2 separate regions of the Ctenopharyngodon idella genome follow, and region 1 is linked to region 2. The links are chromatin contacts, called in public Hi-C maps. All regions are on one chromosome and are shown on one strand. The core of a region is the stretch at or near the end of the contact, and the rest is flanking DNA. Distances in the headings are between cores, read along the strand shown.

The links. Hi-C and Micro-C count contacts between places; a contact is called where the count stands out from the background.
Region 1: a Hi-C map of muscle shows a contact between it and region 2, with 5 times the contacts expected there. The contact joins the promoter of ist1 here to the promoter of enosf1 in region 2. A contact is called at or near these places in 2 of 2 Hi-C or Micro-C datasets (both in muscle).

What each region holds. Positions count from the first base shown.
Region 1 is chr7:46,976,446-46,982,518 of HZGC01, forward strand. It overlaps ist1 (IST1 factor associated with ESCRT-III), which reads right to left and starts at 1,502. Exons shown (of 10, transcript XM_051901131.1): 1 at 1,359-1,502; 2 at 507-603; 3 at 239-419. The coding sequence starts at 1,430. It overlaps slc22a31 (solute carrier family 22 member 31), which reads right to left. Exons shown (of 10, transcript XM_051901123.1): 10 at 3,874-5,082. The coding sequence ends at 4,650.
Region 2 is chr7:46,798,054-46,804,639 of HZGC01, forward strand. enosf1 (enolase superfamily member 1) reads right to left here and starts at 5,115. Exons shown (of 15, transcript XM_051900982.1): 1 at 4,940-5,115; 2 at 4,721-4,829; 3 at 2,696-2,811; 4 at 2,535-2,621; 5 at 2,404-2,430; 6 at 2,243-2,315; 7 at 2,097-2,135; 8 at 1,336-1,418; 9 at 1,135-1,257; 10 at 857-991; 11 at 741-782; 12 at 1-22. The coding sequence starts at 5,023.

The sequences.
Region 1 (6,073 bases), core at 252-2,751, 170 kb after region 2:
AATAAAAAAATTTGTCAGAACATCTAGTAAAATTTTAATTTAGTTGTCTATTCAGAATCATGGGAGAATCATGATCTCTATTTAAAACAAAATAAACGTAAATTTATCCATAATCATGCAGCCCAATCGTGAAGTAAATACTTATTTAAAATAAGTACCTACTGAAGAGTATGTGATTTCGGATGCAGCCCAAGAGCATAACGCCACATTTAACGAGAAAAAACAAAAGGTTACTCACTTCATGGACTGTATTAAGCCAAATCGGGTGAGCAGCAAATCACAGTATAACTCCAGGATCTCCATGGCCTCCACCAAATAATCTTCCCTGATGATGTGCTCGACTCTGATTCTCGCACGCTCATCTTTGCCCGCCGACAAGTAGTCTGCAATTTCCTTGCGGGCCTTCTGGGCTAATTCAGCTAATTCAAATCAAACAGATTCAATTAGACCTACTTAGCCCATCCAAAACTTCAAAATATGTGCAACTTGTAGACGACCAAACTTACTTTTCTTCTTCTCGAGAAGTTTGAGGCGGTTTATGACCAGCCTGAGATTGACACGGAGTCTCTCGGATTTGAACCCTCCACCAAGCATGATGGGGCTCTGTGGACACATATCAAGAACCAAACATCAGGTTAAAGCGTCAGAAAGGACTCAAACTGAAGGTCATAACAGTCTCTCACTGTTATTGAAGCTACTCAGTCATACAAAAAGATCTGTGTTTTAGATACGCCTCCTGTTTGGTGAGTGCCATCACTGCCATATCATGACAACAGTTAGCTATTAGAAACCTGATCATTTCAGATAAAAGTAGTCCCTTATGTTCAAAAAAGCATTAATAGTACTACGGTATCCGATCAAAATACCGTGGATCCGTTACATGTACTTTTGTACTGAATGAGTACTACAAAGAATACCAAGGCACATGTCCAAAAATATGATAATAATCTAACACTTTTTTGTTGGTTACACGCTTATCTGTTTAAAAAATACCGGCTTATTTGTTAATTCGATTCCCTTACATATCCCGACAGCTAACTCTGTTAGTATGAGTCACAACAGTCAGCCAAAACAAGATTATAAAGTGCGATAAAACAGAGCGATGGTCTATCTGTCAAACAGTCACTTGTTAATATTTACATGGATCGATCTGAGGCATCTATATTGATTACTTTAAAAGGCATAAATATTATTTAAAACCGTTTTCGAGTTGTTAGAAATCTGACTGTTCAAACCAGGAAGAGTCTCGAATAGCGGCTAGATGAGCTAATCCGGTAAACAAAACCAACAGACACATTAACAAATCATCATAAATGCCTAATAAACGGCACATAAGATATAACAAAAGCCATATTTACATGTGAATTCCTCTTCAGACGCTGGCAATAGCTCGGTTTCGTTGAACGATTGACGAACAGATCTGTTAGCATTCACTTCCGCATCGGACGTGACTTCATTCATGACGCTACACGTCACGTGGTCGCCAGTGGAAAATCGCTTATGATGGGGAAACCCCGTTACTAGGGTGGACAAATCACAGTTTTTAATTATGTCATGTTTATGATGTTACATGACTAGGTAGACTGTCAGGTTGGCAAGAAACGCTTTACTGGTCTCTACTCCAAAATAGGCCAAATAATGCCTGACTGAAAACATTTTATACTGTAGGGTTGTAAAGTCATTATGTATTATTCATACATACATACATACTTTTTATCTGTATCATTGTTCCTGCAAATATTCTAATGTACCATGACATAATAGTACCTACCTAATCCTGTTACTGTAATATGATTGGCTCAGTGAAAATATGTTCTTTCAGGCCTTATCTGTTAATTTGCTTATCTATTAAACTAGTAGAGAGGTGTAACATGGACGCCTCTCTTTCTCTCTCACGACTGCCATCTTTTGGAGAAAGTGAGAAGAGCAGCTGTCATTTACAGTCATGAAATCAAAACTGACAGTTCTTTTTTTTTTTTTTAATGAAATATTTCAGTGTTTGTTATAATTGATTTACATCATTATTATTTTTTTTAATTCAAAAGCCCTCATGATCTTTAACCCTCATGATTTCTGGTTACAGCCTGTATGGTCCGGGTCAAATTCACCCTGATTGGATTCAATACAATTCCCCAAAAATCACACTATGAAAAAACACACACAATCATGATTAACTTTTAATATCAATACTTTATTCACACACTACAAAGAATAAATATCTGAATTTATGATTTATTTTCAAGACCGCTCCTCCCCGCACCTGTACATTAATAGCAATAATATCTTAGTCTAAACCTAAAGTAATCTTGACAAACTATATATCGTTTGAAAGCTTTCTGACTCTAGTTTTCATATTTGGTGACTGATTCTCAAAAGAAATGACAGAGCAATAGATAAATAGCGATAGATTCTTCATTTGTGATGTGGTGCCAAACTATAAGACACGCACTGATTCTTTCTGTATGTTTTTTGTGTGTTTTAGGGATTGAATTCAAATCAGATATTAACATTACTGCCAAAACTACTTCTGAATAGGAAGTCTACTTCATATATATTTTGAAAAGTATGGAAAAATATGGTTCAGATCACTCAAACCATAAATGGAAACTGAAGAGTCCTTATATGGTCACCGGTGGAGTCTGGATGTCATCTAGTGGAGAAGTTTGGTACTGCGCACAAAACATCTTACTGAAAGTTGTTTTGTTTTTTTGAGATAACCTAAAATTCAGCACAGAACTTGTTCAGATATTTAACGATTATTATGATTTTCTTGAAGTTTTAGAGTTTTGTAAAATATATATTTTATATATTTTAAATTTTCATAAACCTTTTTTTTAAACTTTACTTTTACAACTTTTGTTACTTCTACAATAATCTGTGAAGTGTTGCCTTTACAAAGATACCAAACTTCAGTCTGATCAAGATTTTTAACAATTTAAGTTAGAAAAGTCATTTTCATATTTATGCTCAAAAAGTGGGACAGACAGTAAACAGGTAAAACAACTTTATATTTTCACAAACTTTGAAAATAAAAGGTTGTTAAACTCAGTAAGACACTGGCACTTCAGGACTAGAGCTGAGGAGTTCAGACATACAACACAGAAGTGTTTTGTATTTTGTGTCTGTAGTTGATTTTGAACAGCTGTCTATACGGGCCAAACTGACCCACGAACAGTACGAACGTATACAATTTCTGTATGCACATTTCACAACACATCAGCATGTTGAAATGCATGTTCATGACCCTAAATGAGAAAAAGTCACAAAATTTCAAGAAAAACAATGTAGGTTAAAAGTAATGGTAGCTAATTTTTACCATTTGTGGCTGACAAAATATTTTTTTGTATTGAAATAAGTGGTGGAAATCTCCTTTAGCTTCATAGGGTAGTAAAGAACTAAAATAACAAAATATAAGAAAAAAATGTTATTGTTTTGAGTTTGTACAGTTGCCTTAAAACATTAAAATATGTGGGTCAAATTGACCCGCGAACATCACGAACATAACCATAATAGCGTGTATGTCAAAACACATCAGCGTGTTGAAACTTTGCATGCATGTTCATGACCCTAAATGAGAAAAAGTCACAAAATTAAAAAACAACTGATGTTTCCAAAAACTCAATGTCAAAACTGGTCAAAATGACCCGCAACAGTACATGAGGGTTAATTTAATTAATTAAAAATTTTTTTTTAGTTTATTATTATTATTTTATTTATTTATTTGACGATTTTTACACTTTCTTTAGACTTTTCCACTTATAAGTCAACAAAAATGATTCATTCATCAATCAGACATCACTGGCTGTCGACAACATTTGTCCAATGGCTCTGATTGACATACTGGATTCAGGATCAAAAGTACAAGGAGTACTGTTTCAGATTGGTACAATAAACAGTTTATTTCCATTTCAAATAGGTCATAGAAATAATAATAATAAAAAAAAAACAGTGACAAAAACAGTTCCCTTGCTTTGCCAGGCTCGGTTCTGTTGTACTTCTGCTTGACACATGGAGAAAACAAAGAAACAACATCATGACACTGAGATGAAACCGTAGATAGACAGGAATGTGATGCGACAAAACTCCATGTAAGAAACAAATGAGACGAGTTACGGTTCCACAAAATCAAATCATCAAACACTTTCACATTCCAACATTCTGAACTTCTTCTAGTGATTCTGACATCATTGAGTGCTAATCGTTCCATCCGGAGGGAATAAACTATGATACTGAGCGGAGGTTTCAGCACCCCTCAGCGAATCACCAGTCAGTGAGGTTAAGGAAGTTTTTATGCGGATAGTTTTAGTCACAAGACTAGACTAACGAGAGGCATGAGATGCATCAGCTAAGTGGACAGGCGATGGGTCTCAAGTGACTATTAGTAGGTACATTTCTAAAGCTTAAACTTCATTTAAACGAGGAGGACAGACATGATGTTTAAGCATGTAAACTATGGACAGAGTCTCCCAGCAACATCTGTGCATAGAGTTTGGGTTCCCCAAAACAAAATACATAGTATAAAGTCACAAAAAACTGAACACTGCAACATTTTTGCACAAAGATGACGTCTTCCCTGGGAAAAGACGCAGTGACCAAAGTGGCCATGCTATGAGATGAGGACCCGTGTCTAAAACTGCCTCAGTGAAATGCTAGGACGAGTCCTCCTGGGCGTCTGGAGCAGTGCCGTTACTGGCCAGTAGGGGTGCTTGTGGCGAAATGGAGACCTTGAACGGCATGGCATCTTTGGCGAGCATCTTTTTGGTGGCGCTGACGAGACGGGAATAGTTATCCCGGTTGTACTCGGAGCTGTGAGGTTGTGTGCGCAGCAGGGGTGGGTTGTCCCGGTTCACGCGGGAGAGGAAGAGAGGAGGACGCCGCTGTCGCTCTCCGTCTTTCAGTGAGTCCGGCAGCGGTTTGTGTTTGCTCTCTGGCAGCAGCATGATGCACAGGACGGAGAGAACAGCGAAGGAGGCGAAGACCACGTGATGCAGGAAATAGCCTCCGTTATTCTGCAGCTCCATCAGAGACGACGCAGCCATTCCCACGCAGCCGGCGGCCATGATCAGACCCAGAGTCCCGCCACTGAGGGAGACACACAGTTAAAAACACAAATAACAATCGGTCTACTATTGGTCTACTATGGGTTAATGCTCAAGTGATATAGGGTTTTCTCTTTCATTTTGAAGGGGTCATGATAGGAGACATCAAAATGTCTTGTTTGGATATTGCGGGATGGCTGTATGGAAGCTTGTTTCTGCCATGAAATAAAAAATAATGAAGGTAATTGCGACTTTTTATCTCAGAATTGCATGATATAAACTCAAATGTGAGTTAAAGTCAGACTTGCGAGATATAAAGTCAGACTTGCGAGATATAAAGTCAGACTTGCGAGATATAAAGTCAGACTTGCGAGATATAAAGTCAGACTTGCGAGATATAAAGTCAGACTTGCGAGTTATAAAGTCAGACTTGCGAGATATAAAGTCAGACTTGCGAGTTTTAAAGTCAGACTTGCGAGTTTTAAAGTCAGACTTGCGAGTTTTAAAGTCAGACTTGCGAGTTTTAAAGTCAGACTTGCGAGTTTTAAAGTCAGACTTGCGAGTTTTAAAGTCAGAATTGCGAGATATAAAGTCAGAATTGCGAGATATAAAGTCAGAATTGCGAGTTTTAAAGTCAGAATTGCGTGATATAAAGTCAGAATTGCGAGATATAAAGTCAAAATTGCGAGTTTTAAAGTCAGAATTGCGAGATATAAAGTCAGAATTGTGAGATATAAAGTCAGAATTGCGAGTTTTAAAGTCAGAATTGCGAGTTATAAAGTCAGAATTGCGTGATATAAAGTCAGAATTGCGAGTTTTAAAGTCAGAATTGCGAGATATAAAGTCAGAATTGCGAGATATAAAGTCAGAATTGCGAGTTTTAAAGTCAGAATTGCGAGATATAAAGTCAGAATTGCGAGTTTTAAAGTCAGACTTGCGTGATATAAAGTCAGACTTGCGAGATATAAAGTCAGACTTGCGAGATATAAAGTCAGACTTGCGTGATATAAAGTCAGAATTGCGAGATATAAAGT
Region 2 (6,586 bases), core at 3,865-6,364:
TGAACATCACTCTGTTATGGCACTGCAAACAAGCACACAAAGATATCGATACAGTATATAGTCTGGTATCTCAAAATGAACTGCTGACTTTATTCCATGGAACACAAAAGGAGACATTTTAAAATCTTTTTTGTGTTCTGCAGTAGAAATGGTTTGGAACAACATGAGGGTGATTGAATGATGACAGAATTTTAATTTCTGAGTGAAATATCCTTTTAAAATGCCATTGACAGGGCTTGAATTTTAGCGTGGGATTGCAAGTATTGTGCATAATTTTACTCATTACCACAGATTTTGTTCTCACACCCAAAGTGTGCGCACATACAGCCGTCTCTCAGTACTAAATTTAGTTCTTTTTCGCTTTTTATTGCACTTAAACAGTCAAATACACGCAAAATAATGTCAAAATGTCGGTTTTGGTGAGTATTCATGTCAACACAGTCAGTTATGTTTTAAGTGAACGTAAACAGTTGAGAAAGAAAACGCATGTGTATCAGTATAATGGATCCGTGCGTCAAGTCTTAAAGTGACAGCAGCCTAACATACCTTCTGCCAAATTATATTAAAAATATCTATAATGCAGTTTTTCCCCATGGAATCAATGTCAAAATTGTGGTCATTGAAAATGCTGAGTGGCTAGTAACTTTGGAAAACCACTAGCCACAGTAGCTGGTTAGCAAAAAAGTTCATGTCAAGCCCTTGTTATAGTCATCATTCTTGGTGTACATACACACACTCACCTGTTCTCCAGTGGCCACTCCAATACCAAAGGGCGCAAGTGCCTGAAAACAAGACAAAAAAAACCCTCAAAACCTGACTAACATGGTCTAAAAATGAACATAATGAACCAGTTTACCTTAGAGATGGATGCATGACCTAGAATATCATCAGGAGATGTGGGCTCCTCAATCCATAGAGGGTGAAACTCTGCCAGCTTGGTTACCCAAGTAACCGCTTCATTAACATCCCACCGTTGATTGGCATCAATCATCTGACACATAAGATGTCTTGTAAAATTCCCTGCCAAATGCAGCCTTCTATTCATAGTTTGGACCAACTTAATATTCAAAATCTGATCTGGTTGAAATATCCAACTACTATTTTGCAAAGTATACACATTTGACTTTGAATCACCAGGGTTTTGTCTGGTCCAATCAACTTTCGGATGAGGCTGCATCTATGAATGTCATCCTGCAAATTAGCCCCGACCTTCACTTTAAATTTAGTCCATCCTTGGGCAAGAGCATCAGAGCAGAGCTATTCAAAGCAAAGGATCTTTGTTAAAGTCAGCGTATGGTTATAACAGAAACAGGAACAGCCGAAGAACAGACAAACCTGGGTAAGTTGCTGATCAGTGTAGCCCAGCCAGGCACAGGAAGTGGTGTAGGCAGGATAGCCTTCCCTTAACATCTGCTCCTCTGGAGTGGTTTAAAGTCACCATGAAATCAAGAGTGACAGTTCTTAATTTTTTATGGAATATTACAGTGCTTATTATAAATGATTTATCATAATTCATGCGCCTCAATCTTGAATCAAAACAACCCCCTTCCCCTCCCTGTTGCAGCGACATCTCTTGATGACTAGGGCAGGGCAACCTGTCACTCACATCCACCAATAGCAAACCACAACCATCCAATCAATTCCCCACGGACAAAATCAAGCCCCGCCCTACATTTGTTCTTGTTTGAGAAGCCATTTCACTAGGATATATTTCACAGTAGAGAGGAAAAGACTATCACAACTTCCATTTCATCCCGACTTTAAAGTTCAAAGATGTCCGCACACTGAAATTACAGCTCCTGACAGTAAAAACAGCTGCTTATATTTGCTTAAAAGTTTTTTTCCAGGATTCTTTAAAGAACAGAAAGTGCAAAAGAACAGCATTTATTTGAAAAATATATATATTTTAACAATTTAAAAGTTTTATTGTCATCTTTGATCTATGTCATGCATCCTTGCTGAATAAAACTAATCATTTATTCCAACAACAACAACAAATCTTACTGACCCCAAACTTTTGAAGTTTTGATAGTGCATGTATGTATTAAATGGCACTTTATGAAACACTGTTTATAACCTTTATGAACTGATCTCACCTCTAGTTTTCTGCCCCGTTTTGGATTTTACCAAAATATCTAAAAGAAAGAGAAAAGGAGTGTTATTCTGGAGTATAAGGAGTAATGCATTATATGAACAATAGCTGATTGAATGACAAAGGCGATACAGTTGTTGATGACCTCACCTAAAGCCTCCTGCTCCGTCAGAGCATCAGTGATATATCTGAAATCAATACAGCTGATCAACTTCGCAGGATCCTAGGAAGAGGATTCATTATCATATCATCATCATCATCATATTGCTTTGTTTTGCATTCAAATTGTGATCATTTAAGTGAATACTCACCATGTCAACAAGCAGCTTCCACAAGGGCTGCAAAACATTCATTTTGACCTTTAATGATTTTCTATATGCATTAATTCTTACAACATTCATGCAAATTATCGACATGTAAAAGAATCTTTTGTGTTGCTCACCTTTCCCTCCACTCGTGCCCATAAATCCCAGACAGCATTCAGAATGGCCGCCGTCGCCAGTTGAATTACTCCTTTTTCTGGTCCAATCTGTCAGTGAGATCATCTGTTCATTCAGCTGTACAAGAAGTCTTGAAGTACCTGCACTCAGAGTTGATACTCACCCATCTCATTTGACCATCACTGCTCAGGAGTCTGTAGAAGCCTCTGAAGTCACCGGTTATCTCCTCCAAAGTCTTTCCGACCACCAAAGTAGATAAGGCTTTAACTGCGCATACGACTAGAGATAAACAGGCACACACACACTGGTCTAGATTAGTATAACCTAGTCCAAAAAATCCAATTTCTTTCATAGTTTGGAATCCTAATGGGAAAACTACAAAAATCAGATATTTTATTGATACCAATAAGATAAAACGCTCTTGCAGAAAAATAATTTTACCATTTTTTAAGGATTTTACCCTTTCTGAAGTTCCTCACAATGTAACAGTTTTAGCTGGGAATACTTATTCCTAAACAAGTATGGTACTAATAAACTGATCAGCAGTGTTGGGGAAAGTTACAATTAAAAGTAATGTTACAGAATTGCGTTACTCCCTAAAAAAAAAAAAAAAGAGTCATCCGTTACATTACTTTTACATTAATTTTCTCACCTGGGTTTGGCTTGTTTGTTTGTTTGTTTTTTAATAGCAAAAAAACAAAAAGTTCTGTTTTTGTTCAAATTTAAAGACACTTTCACACCAAAAGTGAAATGAATAAGCTTCAGGCAAATTCACCCCTGTACAGTAGAGGGCGCCGCTCAAACAAACCTTTCAGCTGTGCTGCCATTCTGGATCACATGAGAATAGGATGCAGGAGAAGAAAGTCATTACTTGTTAATTGAGAAAAGTAATCTGATTACGTAAGTCATGAATTTTTAATTGCCTATAGCATGGACAAATATAATGCAGACGTAGTAGAGCACTAATATTGGCATTCTTGGTAAATATGAGCAAAACGGGTCTATCATTCAAAAAATATTCACAGAAATATAACCTTTAATTAAATTGGTAAAATAATTGTTAGACAAAAAATATTCTTATAAACCTACTAGAAATGTGTGCCACAATTTCTGGCACTTCATTTAATTCTTTGTGCAATCTTCCTTTGTCATGATAACATATCTAAGGGTACATTTACACGACAACGACGTACTAAAAACGGAAAAGTTTTTCCTTCGCATTTTTCGCATACAGACGACATCCAGGCAATCTCCGCTCACACGGATCCGCGAAAACGACTAAAAACACTGTATTCTGCTGCCAGACCAGTAGATGGCGATGTTACTTTGTAAAGAAACACAACACGCCTTTAGACTGAACGCATAATACGCATGTGCATGATGTTGCCGTTTTCACAAATTCACGTTTTTGTAGTTTACACTGAGACGATAATGGTATTGTTTTCAAAAGCGCGCACTTTAAAACCCGCTTTCAAAAGTTTGCGTTTTCAGGCCCCTAACGCCGTTGTCCTGTAAATGAAATTTTTCTTTAGTTTTTAGTTGAAAGCGGTGTCATGTAAAGGCCCTGAAGTCCTCTCCAAGACCTCATGTGTAATGAAGTTGGAAAACACATGGCAACAGATCCATTCCTGCATTCAAAATCTTTCCAGATCCTTAGATTCTGAAGTCCATGCTTGTGGACTCTCCTCTTTAGTTCATCGCACAGGTTTTCTATAGCATTTAATCAAGGGGACTGTGGTAAGCAAGGCTAAATCTTCATTCTTTGGTCAGTTAACCATTTTTGTGTTGATTTTCAGGTGAACTTTGGATCATTGTCCAACCACTGCCAAGTTAAAGCTTTCTAGCAGAGGCAGCCAGGTGTTTAATATGGTACTTGATGGAGTCCATGATGTATCCCGACAAGACAAACAGCCCCACACCACTATAATTCACAGATTATGAATGAAAAATCAAGATAACGAGCAAAGAATTTGTTTTTACAGCTGGTTTCTCTTATGTTTACCAAGAGAATTGGAAAAACAATATTCACTTTGATCCCATTATGAAGGAGTAAAAAAAAAAAAAAAGACACTTTTCACCAGAAGGTGTCAGGCTTGTATCTTTACTCAAATAATGGGACATTGCACTCGCACGCCATGGTCATATGACATTCAGTATTTGTATAATGGTTGGATTTTGGGAAGCTCACCGATTTCCGTCCCTCTTCCCACAGTAAAAGTCAACCCATAACCCTTCAGTGCAGCTTCCGTGTCCGTCTCAAGAACAACATATGCGACAGAGTAATCTGGATCGGTGTGCTGCGAATCAATCACATTCATTGCCAACTGTAATGCATTCATTGTTGTTTCTGCAACGAATGAAACTATTGATATAAACACCACAGAGAAGTAAATCGTAGGCAACGAACCATTGCGTCCGATCCATGTTGTTCTAGTGACGTCGGGAATCTCACGTCGCGCACTGACACATTTATTATTTTGCCTCCCAGCATTTTGTTTCAGTTATAAACTTTGCCTAGACACGGTAGTTACGAGCTGCTATAGTGTACACTTCAAACACACCGCCCCAAGAAAAATATGATTGGCCTTTTGACAGTATTTTCAGACCGTAGTAGAAATGTGATTGGAAGTTTTGGAATAACGTCACGAATGACAACAAACGTGATCATGTGATCGTCAGAAACGAAACTGTTGGTGGTGCATGTTTGGAGTCCTATAACAGGGTACATTGCTGAATACTGTTGTAGGCTATATTCTGTTCTGTTAATAATAATAATAGTCCTATAATAGGATGAATATTTATATTGGCGTGAGAAAGCCAACAAACCATAAAAAAAAAAAAAAAACTTATTTATGCCTATTTATTAAAGGTACAGTTCACCCAAAAATTTAAATTCTGTTATCATTCACTCACCCCTCAAGTTGTTCCAAACCTGTATGAATTTCTTTCTTCAGTTGAACACAAAATAAGATATTCTGAAGAATGTCAGTAACAGTTGACTTCCATAGTATGGAGGAAATAAAATACTTTGCTATAGAAGTCAACTTTCTGGTTAACATCAGGTTTGGAACAACTTCAGTAAATGATGACAGAATTTCATTTTTGGGTAAATTATCTCTTTAATATTATTATGACAAAAATTTCGGACTCTTAACTCCTCCTAGAGCTTTAAAACAAAACTCGGAAAAATCCCATTTCATTGACGGAATGTTTAAACGAGCCAAGACTGTTCGAACTCCAGTCAATCGATATACCTTCAAAATTGGTTTAAAACTACTTTAAACCTAAAGCCTTTAAACTTCAAGATTTTAAAACTGATGATGATTGTGAGGCTTCGGTTCGATCCCGAATCCATGGTGACTTGATGGATGAACGATCTATAGAGAGCTCGATCATGTGCAATTTAAAAAATACTAAACTTTTTTTTGCCAGGCTTTCTCAACAACATCAAAGTTTTTCTTGAACTCTTTTATCTGGTAAACAGACCTACCACTGAATAGGTTAATTAAGAAAATGTTTCTTGACATAAGCCACTGAAATTCTTCTCCCTTTATTAATGATCATGATTCGGTACTCGTTAAAAAATCCTTCAAGAACATGTTAATTTGCACAAACGCTGAATTGGTATTTAATTCAGTGTAGTGGGAAAATATAACTACAGACTACATAAAAATAAAACTAAACAAAACACTTGCATTTTGATCTTTCAGCTCTTTCTGGAGTCAGTCCTGCTTCAGACAGTTCCCTTCTACTTATCAGTGACTTTGTGATTAAATATTGCTGACATCATTAACTGATATTGGATACATGAAGTATCTAATAAATATAATATTAATTAGTAAATATTATTAGTAAATATAACAATATTATAGTTATCAAAATACGTTTAGACCACACTTTATAATATTTAAAGGGTTAGTTCACCCAAAAATGAAAATTCATTAATTACTCACCCTCATGTCGTTCTACACCTGTAAGACCTTCGTTCATCTTCAGAACACAAATTAAGATATTTTTGATGAAATACAAGCTGACTCCTCAATAGTCAGCAATT